2 separate regions of the Sus scrofa genome follow, and region 1 is linked to region 2. A link is a contact called in public Hi-C data. All regions are on one chromosome and are shown on one strand. The core of a region is the stretch at or near the end of the contact, and the rest is flanking DNA. Distances in the headings are between cores, read along the strand shown.

Evidence for each region. Hi-C and Micro-C count contacts between places; a contact is called where the count stands out from the background.
Region 1: a contact with region 2 is called in a Hi-C map of liver, with 1.6 times the contacts expected there. The contact joins the promoter of MTTP here to the enhancer-like site in region 2. A contact is called at or near these places in 1 of 5 promoter capture datasets (liver), 6 of 47 Hi-C or Micro-C datasets (heart right ventricle, liver and skeletal muscle) and 2 of 2 datasets of contacts at active chromatin or transcription factors (alveolar macrophages and skeletal muscle).

The regions. Positions count from the first base shown.
Region 1 is chr8:120,868,471-120,873,327 of Sscrofa11.1, forward strand. MTTP (microsomal triglyceride transfer protein) reads right to left here and starts at 2,998. Exons shown (of 18, transcript NM_214185.1): 1 at 2,883-2,998. The coding sequence starts at 2,943.
Region 2 is chr8:120,740,211-120,745,092 of Sscrofa11.1, forward strand. All of the region lies in intron 1 of LOC106507156 (a long non-coding RNA gene), which reads right to left. Among named protein-coding and RNA genes, the nearest start is that of DAPP1, 41 kb to the left of the region's middle. Within about 2 kb of position 2,706, at least 4 of the 83 cell types and tissues checked have an H3K27ac peak or open chromatin away from gene starts, as enhancers often do. A contact at or near this core is called in liver and skeletal muscle, where this site is marked.

The sequences.
Region 1 (4,857 bases), core at 1,748-4,247, 130 kb after region 2:
ATACAAAGCATGTATGGGGGTGAGGGAGAAAGAAGAAGTACTATAAAGAAAAGCCAAAGTGATAGCATCGCAGTTTCCTGGGGCACCATCTCACCGAAGCAAAGCATTGGAATGGTGGACATTTTACAAATTTATTGAAGTGAAAGTACATTTTCAGAGAGGAAGAGAGAGACTCACATGCACACAGGCTAAAAAGAGGGCCCTACTCACTCTGCAAGTCTTTTTTTTTTTTTTTTTTTTTTTTTTTTGCCTTTTCTAGGGCTGCTCCCACGGCATATGGAGGTTTCCAGGCTAGGGGTCTAACCGGAGCTGTAGCCACCAGCCTACACCAGAGCCACAGCAACACTGGATCCGAGCCACATCTGCAACCTACACCACAGCTCATGGCAATGCTGGATCCTTAACCCACTGAGCAAGGTCAGGGATCGAACCCGCAACCTCATGGTTCCCAGTCGGATTCATTAACCACTGAGCTACGATGGGAACTCCTGCAATAGTCTTTATACCCTATGATGTGGACCTGAGTGGAGACCAGATTTGATCTTCTGATTGGTCTCGGGCAGGATACCTTATTTGCACGGGGAAAAGATGATATGGTGGCCTGGTGAGAAATGGGCAACATTCCTTCTCTAGCAGGGAGTGAGCAGCCCAGGCTGGTCAAGGTGGGGCAAGGGGCATTACAAGGAGACATGGCCAGAGGCTTTGGGGTTTAATCCTTGAAGAGGATGTGAAACCTGTAACAAAAGGAGGCACTGAGAATAGACCCGCCATTATAAAATGTGATTCAAAAGAAGTAGGGAGCATTCACTCTTTCAGCATATTCTTCTAAACAGACCCTATGACTCCTCCTCTTCTAAACTCCTCCTACACCCTCTTTATTTATGGTCAACCTGTACGCACCCTCCACCCAGATCTGGACAGTTGCATTGATAAGTAAATTTGAGATGAGTTATGAAGCAATGTATGGCATCCCCAAATTTATAATGGCCTGATTTTAAAGTAAACTCTTCATAAGTAGTTTGCTTATTAAATGTCAGTCGTTACAAATGGTAAGGAATCTATAATTTAACCACGGTACTATAAACCAGGAAATTACCAAATCTAGGGAGACAGAGAGCTGTCAAGTCCTGTACTTTTTATTCATGATTTTTGGAATAGGCAGCTGTACTGTGAAGTTAATGACACTTAAACCCAGGCTTGGAAGGGAGCCTTTGGCATTGTGTACATACGCCGTATCTTTTTTCAGTAACATTTGCAAAAAGTAAGGTATTTTGTTATCTTTTCTCAAATTTTGCCCCTAAATTGCATAAGCTTCAGGATCTAAAATTCTGGGTTTGCCACTGAGCTTATACAACAAACTGTAGCTCTCTGTTATGTTCTAGGTCATAGCTCCCTGCATGCCATTGTCCATTGTCATGTGTGTGTGTGTGTGTGTGTGTGTGTGTATTTTTAAATCTTTATAAGAGCATGTATTTAAAAACATCAAGTTATCCAATGTGCTCACTTGCAAGGTGGGGAAAAAAAGAGAACACCACAATAGCTACTATATCTCAATTGTTTTTTGTAAAATCATGGTATAAGGTCTTATCTCATGGTATATAAATCAATCGTATTTCAAATATTCAACAGTGTACTTGACAGATAACAAAAATAGTAAGCTCTCTGTATAACAATTACCTATCAAGTGTAAGTTACAAAACTTTTTCTCATTAAAATTTGTTTTCATCCAACTAAGGGTTGTACGTTTAAATACAAAATACTTGAGAAACTACTAAAATATATATATATTATCTCAGGTTCTTTAGTTCAAGAACCTAAAGTGTGATTTGCTTGGGTGAAATAATTTAGTCCCCATTTATTGTTCTGGTAACAAAGATGGTCTCTTGTCCTCAAGTGGAAATTTTCAACGCAAAAAATCTTGAGATAAACTTTATGAAAAAAAGAAAGCCAGTTATCCCTAAAGGGCTTTATAAGTTTAAAAGTGAATTGTTTATATCAGTTACTTAGGGTTCACAGTGAGTGAAATCGCATCCTATCATGCTGAGTTATGTGTTAGATCAACTGGCATTCATGGTGAATTATCTTAAGAGACTCTAAAAAGTGATCATTTTACAGGTACAACATCTAGAAATTCACCGCATATATAAATGAATTGACTTAAAACAAGATTCCCTATGAATACATTGCATACAGTTTTTTGGAAACCATTACTCATAAAATGTTTATTTCCTCTGAAAGATATCAATCCTTAGGTGTTTTAAAATCAGTTTTATCTTGAAATAGAATCTAAAATGACTAACACTATTTTTCCAAAGATAATGTCTTATTTCTTAAAATCTATATCATGTCGTTTTATTTTCTGTAATTCATAACCGTGATAATTCTCTTTTGAATGGTAATGGAATTAAATACAGACTTTACCATTTCATTCATAATTCTCTGTCAAGTCAAATGCCTTTTTCATTGGATCTAATTCTTCTTGATGTCCCATTGCTAAGCAACTAGAAGGAAATTTAAGAACTGGTTTTTTAAGCCCACTTTTACAATTCAAATGAAGGAGCTGCATTCATTGAGTGACCAACAGCAGAAGGTAACAATAGCTGGCATCTTTTTTCTCCCTTTTTAAAAATACACCATGAATGAGAGAATGAAGCAAGAAACTAAAAGGAGCCTCTGTTTTCTTAATGTATGTAGGAATTTGAATTTGATTTTCATTCCAACCCAGTCCTGCCTTCACCAACATTCCAAAGTTCCATGGTTTTGAAGATGGCTTAAAGAGTTAGTTAGGACTCTCTCACTACACTACACACACCCACCCACCCACACAATTTTCCCCCTCAAGGATTAAAATTATAGTTTAGCAAAAGGCAACACGAACGTACCTTTAACCGAAGCTGAATATGAGGAAATGAAGCAGAGAAAAAGCACAGCAAGAAGAATCATATTGACCAGCTCCCCTCTAGTGCATCCAGTTCCAAGCGAGGAGTCACTGAGAAGTGGATTCTTGCGGTGGCAGCAAGGGAGTGACCCTCCTCGAACCTGCAACAATGTTTATCTTTGGGGGAAAGGTCAGATTCCAAACTCCAAAATCAGGACCTAAGTTCACAGAAGGGCCCACTATTAATGATTAAACTTTGGTGGGCTCCGGTTTCCAATCTCTCACTCTTTTTATTTATTCTTTACTCAATAAGGAAGACCAAGAAAAAAATGTCACTTTTGAGAGTTCAAGTAAACCAGTCTACCATCCTTTAAATTCAGAAGTACTGATAGACATTCAAGGAAAACTGATGATGATACTTTTCTGCTCCAAACATAAATCATCCTCATTCCCGTAACATCAAATGCCTGTCTTCACATTTACCACTTTACGTGGGAAGGTGGTGAGGAATTGCAAACTCAAATACATTTCATTGAATTTTATTGTCTTGTATGGTCATCTGGAGTTTTTTAATACCATGTGTATGCTATTATTAAAAAATCATTCTGAATTATAGGATTTAAATTTAAAAATTTTTACTTCCACCACCAATCCCTTCAAAATAATGTTAAAATGATAAAACTGATTTCTGAAACCTAGATGATTCTCCTTACGTGTGATTCTTATGTGTCTGTCATTATTAGCACACTAGCAAGCAGTTGAGTTTATCACAGTAGACCTCTAACTACCCCTATGACAAGAAACACTTATCTTGAGTCCCCAAACCAACTGGATGGAATCCCCTGTGCTTTCTGAATCCTAATTCTAGGAAGAAATTCAAGAGGGGAATTCCAGCCCTTAACAATTTTGCTGCGGAAAATTAATTAGGAAACTTCTCTACAATTAAAGCAAGTAACTTAGTGTGAGTGGAGCCACACGAATGAAACCCACTTTTGTCCTTGGAAACTCCTGCAATATAAACCTGATGTGAACAAAACCTATTGAAACAGGGTGGTTGTGGGGAGCATATGGGGATGTTTTGGCAAAGGAACGAATAAGGTGCTGGCAAAGGGCTATTTGAATGAACTAGAAAATACTTATAGCCATAAAATGGGTTCTTAAGCATAGAATGAGGGTCTTAATTTTACCCTCATCTTTCTCTAAAGCCTCTTCTAGAATCCTAACCTTAAGTTCAAATCTTCTAGACAACCCAGGTAAAAGATAGTCAACTTGATAGAAAGGGCTACAAGATGAAATCTAAAATTTTAAAATCTCCAGAGTTAAGCGTATTTCTCCTTGAATTATGTTTTATATAAAGATCTTAAACGTGGAAATTGTTCACCTTTACTGTCTATTGAGATTAGAATTTCACTTGTTAACCTGTTTTATATATAAATCTTGGCTAAATTACCTACACAAAAAATATTTGGTTGTGACTATCACCTTAAAGATATAAATAATTTGTCTTGGGGTAAACAGAAAATGGTCTTAGAAAATTAACTGTTGAAGAAATGTTTTTATGAATAGTGGGCTTTACAAATACAAGGTAATGTGAAAAGCGCTTTAGTGCTTTACATTTGAATAGATTTTTGTGTATTCCCACAATTTCTGCATTACATGCACAGTAACACGAAGCCACTATAGTCACTTAAGCTTTAAATACTTACTTATTCAAATTAAGGACTACCTGGAATCATGTGAAAACTGCCTTTCGTATTCCACTTGAGGCTCACAGTGACATGTTTATGGTTAGACTATGTGGTGCATGATACGTGTCTCTTCGGGTAAAGTACCATTTGTTGTCAGGTGTTTATCAGAGTCCAACCAATAAAAGGCATATCACTATTGCCTAACAAATTAAATGCTGTTTCATTTGTTTTGTTTTCATTTGCCTACCACTAGAAAGCTCCTATGAGTCACTGTATTAAGTAGTTATTTCA
Region 2 (4,882 bases), core at 1,456-3,955:
CCGTGAGCTGTGGTGTAGGTTGCAGACACAGCTCGGATCCCTTGTTGGCGTGGCTGTGGCATAGGGGTCTGATTCGACCCCTAGCTTGGGAACTTCCATATGCCACCAGTGTGGCCCTAAAAGACCAAAAATAAATCAATCAATAAATAAATAAAAAGAAAAAAAAAAGATATTGTGGCTTCTTTTCCCTCTTTTTTTTTTTTTTTTTTTTTGTCTTTTTGCCTTTTCTAGGGCCGGTCCAATTGAAGCTGTAGCCACCAGCCTACGCCAGAGCCATAGCAACTTGGGATCCGAGCTGCGTCTGGGACCTACACCACAGCTCACGGCAACACCGGATCTGTAACCCGCTGAGCGAGGCCAGGGATTGAACCTGCAACCTCATAATTCCTAGTCGGATTCTTTAACCACTGAGCCATGATGAGAACTCCCTGCCTTTTTCTCTCTTCCTACCTCTGGGGGAAGGCAGCTGCCATGTCATGAGGACACTCAAGCAGCCTCAAAGAACTGAGGCCTCCTGCCAAAAGCCAGTTTGCAAACATGTGAATGAGGCTTCCTGGAAGCAGAACTTTTAGCTTCAGGCTTTTAGGTGACAGCAGCCCTGGCAGGCATCTGAATTGCAACTTCACAGGACACCCTGAGTTAGGACCAACCAGCTAAAGCTGCTCCCAAATTCCTGACTGATAGAAACTGTGAGATAATAATCTTTCTTGGTGTTGTCAGTTGCTGGGTTTGGAAAATGGTTACACACCAACATATAATTAATAAAATCCCCTATTTAACCACATTTCACTGGTGAGACCATTGAGACCACTCAGCCAACCATGACAGCAGAGTCTTAACAGGATGATGAAAGTGGGTATCGACATATGAAAACCTGAGTAAGAATTCTAACAATATGATCATTAAAGCCAGCATGCACACATGTGTACACACACACACACACACACACACATCCCCACACATGAGCACACACAAAACGACAGATACTGCCCTCACCCTCTACGGCTCTGAGCTGAAACAAACTGCTGACTCACTGAAACATAATACAAGGTAAAAATTTGCTCTAAAGGAAAGAAAATAAAACACAGGAATCAAGACTGGCTTCTCAGATGCAGTGCTAATTCTACATCTCAAGAAAACCCATTAGTCAACTTAGAAAAAAAGAGAGGTATGAGGACTGGCCATGGATGGAATAATAAAGGGGCATCTATATGAGACAGAGCTTTCAACCTAGGATGATAAAGGTTGAAAGGAAGCACAAATTATGTCTTGAATATCCTCTAGGATGTGGACAAGTTAAAAAGGAACTGTTCACCCAAGGGCAGTGTGGATGCTTAGGTCTTTAACAATATGGTCTTTGTGGATGTCTTCTATTTAAATTATAAAAAAGTATCCACACCCAGAAATAAATATGGTTTTTTAAAATCATACAGAGCTTGCACGTTGACAAAATAGAAAGATACACAAAAAGGTGATTAAGAACCATAACGCTTGGAGGACGATGACATGAAAAGGTAACACCTCATCCTCTCATCAACCAGCCTTTAGTCACAGTGTATTAGAAGAGTCTTAAATTTTCACAATATCCTTGCCCACATCAGCCTTCTAACTAGTGTTCTCACTTCCACCCGTGACCCTTCCCAATCAATTTTTCACAAGGCAGCTGACATGTTTGCTTTAAAATATGATATCTGGGAGTTACCATCGTGGAGCAGTGGTTAAGGAATCCGACTAGGAACCATGAGGTTGCGGGTTTGATCCCTGGCCTTGCTCAGTGGGTTAAGGATCTGGCGTTGCCGTGAGCTGCGGTGTAGGTTGCAGTGGCGGCTCGGATCCCGTGTTGTTGTGGCTCTGGCGTAGGCCAGTGGCTACAGCTCCGATTAGACCCCCAGTCTGGGAACCTCCATATGCCATGGGAGTAGCCCTAGACAAGGCAAAAAAGACAAAAAAATTAAAAAATAAAATAAAATATGAAACCTATCATTCTTTCCTGAAGCCCTGCAGGGCCTTCTTGTTGTCCCTGCCATAAGCACAGTCTCCTCCTGTGACCTGCAGGCCCCGCAGCCCCAGATCCTGCCTCTTTTCCCACTTCATCCCCCTACCTCCTTTCTCTTCCGAGGCCTTTCCCTTCCGTGGCTTTGGCCCTGGGCGTGCCTCCTGGGGCTGACTTACTGCCCTCCTTCAGGATTCAGTCTAGCCCTCCCCTCCTAGAAAGGCCTCCACCCACAATGCTATCAGAAGCATCCTCTACAAGGTATGTGGCCTGTGAGTACACGGTGGCTTTCCTTCATAGCGTTTATACTTTTTTCTCACTTGCCTCCTGTTGGTTTCTTTCACTGAGCTCTAAGGTCCAAATGTCTTGTGCATCCCGCTGCTCCCCACACCTGGCACAGGGATGGGCTGACATCCTCCTTCTCATCAGAGTCATGAATGAGCGGGAATGGACACTGGATCTGGTGGGTATTTCACAGAAAACGTCCATAACCAACACCATTCTACAAAATTTTCCCTCCCTCTTCTCCTTCCTCCCTCTGTCCCTCCCCCAGAGCTTTCTCTCGCTTATGTTTCTAGGGCTGGACACCTGCGAAGTTTCAGCTTCGCATTTGGCTGCTCACCGAAAGTGCCAGACGATTGTTCTCTGCTCTCAACTCCCAATGGAAAGATCGAATGATGTTTGCTGCTGGCTCCCGACCTCTAGTTTCCCTTTCTGTATTATGAGCACACAGGCTCAACTTGGGAAAGAATTTTTGTTTGTTTGTCCTTTTAGGGTCAAGCATAGAGCATATGGAAGTTCACAGGGGTTGAATCAGAGCTGCAGCTGCCAGTCTACACCACAGCCGCTGTGATGCGGGATCTGAGCCACATCTGGAACCTACTAGCTGAACCCACCGAGCAAGGCACAGGGATCGAACCCACATCCTCAGGGACACGAGGTGGGTTTGTTACCGCTGAGCTGCAACAGGAACTCCCAGGAAAGACTTATTTAAACAGAGTTCAGAGGTGTTTTTCCATTGTGGAGTATCATTAATGTGTGACAGAAAGTGCTGAGTGAGTGAAGGAAGGTGCCACGGTTGGCAGCGCTATTAATAGTTATTTGGGAAACGGAGACCTTGCAGGAGGGAGACTCAGGTTCAATGTGAGGACCTGACGTGAGAACCGAGAATGCCTGGAGCTTTCTGGGAGCACTGTTCTGGGGACAGAAGTTACTGAATTTTGTTCCCCTTTTATATTTGGCCAAACGTCAGGTTAACATGACCCTAATTAATAGAACACAAAACAAACAACATTATTTGTTAAATTGTGTCACATGTTTTTGGATAAGTTTTCATTCAGTTACTATTTTCATGAAATTTATTCTACGCTTTCACATAAGAAAAAGGAGTTTGTTTTCATTTTCATTTATACTTTTCCCAGACACGTTACCTGAGATAATAATTTTTTGCATCATAATGAAATACTGGAATAGAAATATAGGCCTGAAAAAAAATGCCTATTGTCTTAGCTTTGAAATTTGGAAACCCAAAGAATAAATATTAAGAAAAGAATTTTTATTTTTTTAAATGAAACCATATCTCCAGAAGGGTTAAAAAAGTACACCCTAGGCTTATTTAGCAGACTTCACTTATCTACATCATGATTTATTAATGAATGACCAATAATCAGAATTGAGTACATATACACAATTGCCTATCCACAATTCTGAAGTTCACAGTGGTCTGAGAACCCACAGAGTTTCTTGCTTGTTTGTGTTTGTGGCCAATTCCCTTGGCAACAAAATCTTCCCTGAACTGACGCAAGGCTGTTAATCCTCTTAATTTATTTCGCCAAGCGTGACCAGCCTTGTATTTTACTGGAGAAATATTAATGTGTTTGATTTGGGAGTGTTGCCTCAGCCTCTCCTGGAAGTGTTATAAAATTTTTTTAGTGCGCTTCATTATCTTGGAAAGAATGTGAAAAGCCTGCATTTAGGAATACATGCAGTCTTGAGGTTGGCACATAGAGGACTGAGCACCTGTATGGTAGAATCGTAAATATATGTTCAAGTTGGAAGGTAGCGATGAGATAATACATTCCAACCTCCTCGTTTTATGAATGAGGACTCTGAGTTCAGAGACGGGGCAGGGACCTGCCAAAGGTCTTACTACTCGGTTAGTAGCGGAGATAGAAATAGCCTCCACTCCCAAGGTGCTCCTACTCACAGCCCTTTAATGATCTCTTCCCCCAGTGGCTGGGATTTCTAAACAAACGAAATAGACAGGCCTGTGTCCTCTGCTCAGGACTCACTGCTGCTGTGCACAGGGAGAGGCAGGACTGAGCACAAACTCACTTTGGAAAGAAATACTGCCCCTCTTCTCTTCCCCAAATGATCCCTATAAGACTAAGTCTGCTAATCAGCACCCAGACGACACCATCACAGTCATCCTGAATGTTAGGCACCATTCCCCATGCAAAAAAGGCGATACAAAATAATAATCAATGCAGTGGTCTAAAGATTTCGAGTCAGCAGGCTAACGTTGAAGCTCTACCCTGCCGCCTTGTTCCCCTGTGACCTTTGGAAAGTCATGGAAGCGTTTGCGACCTGAGTTTTCTTATCTCTAACACAAGGTTATTGATAGCAAACCTACATATTTTATTGGGTGGCTGTATCGGAAGAGATAGTGTTTTTGAAACTATTTTCAGAATAGCGAAGCATTAAATAAATTAAATTAAAGCATTAAATAAATAGCAATAGTATTGCTGTTTTTTTTTTTTTTTTGATGGCCACACCCACAGCACGTGGAGGTTCCCTGGCCAAGGACTGAATCAGATCTCTGTGACCTACTCCACAGCTGAGGCAACACCAGATCCTTTAACCCACTGTGCTGGGCTGGGGACCGAACCC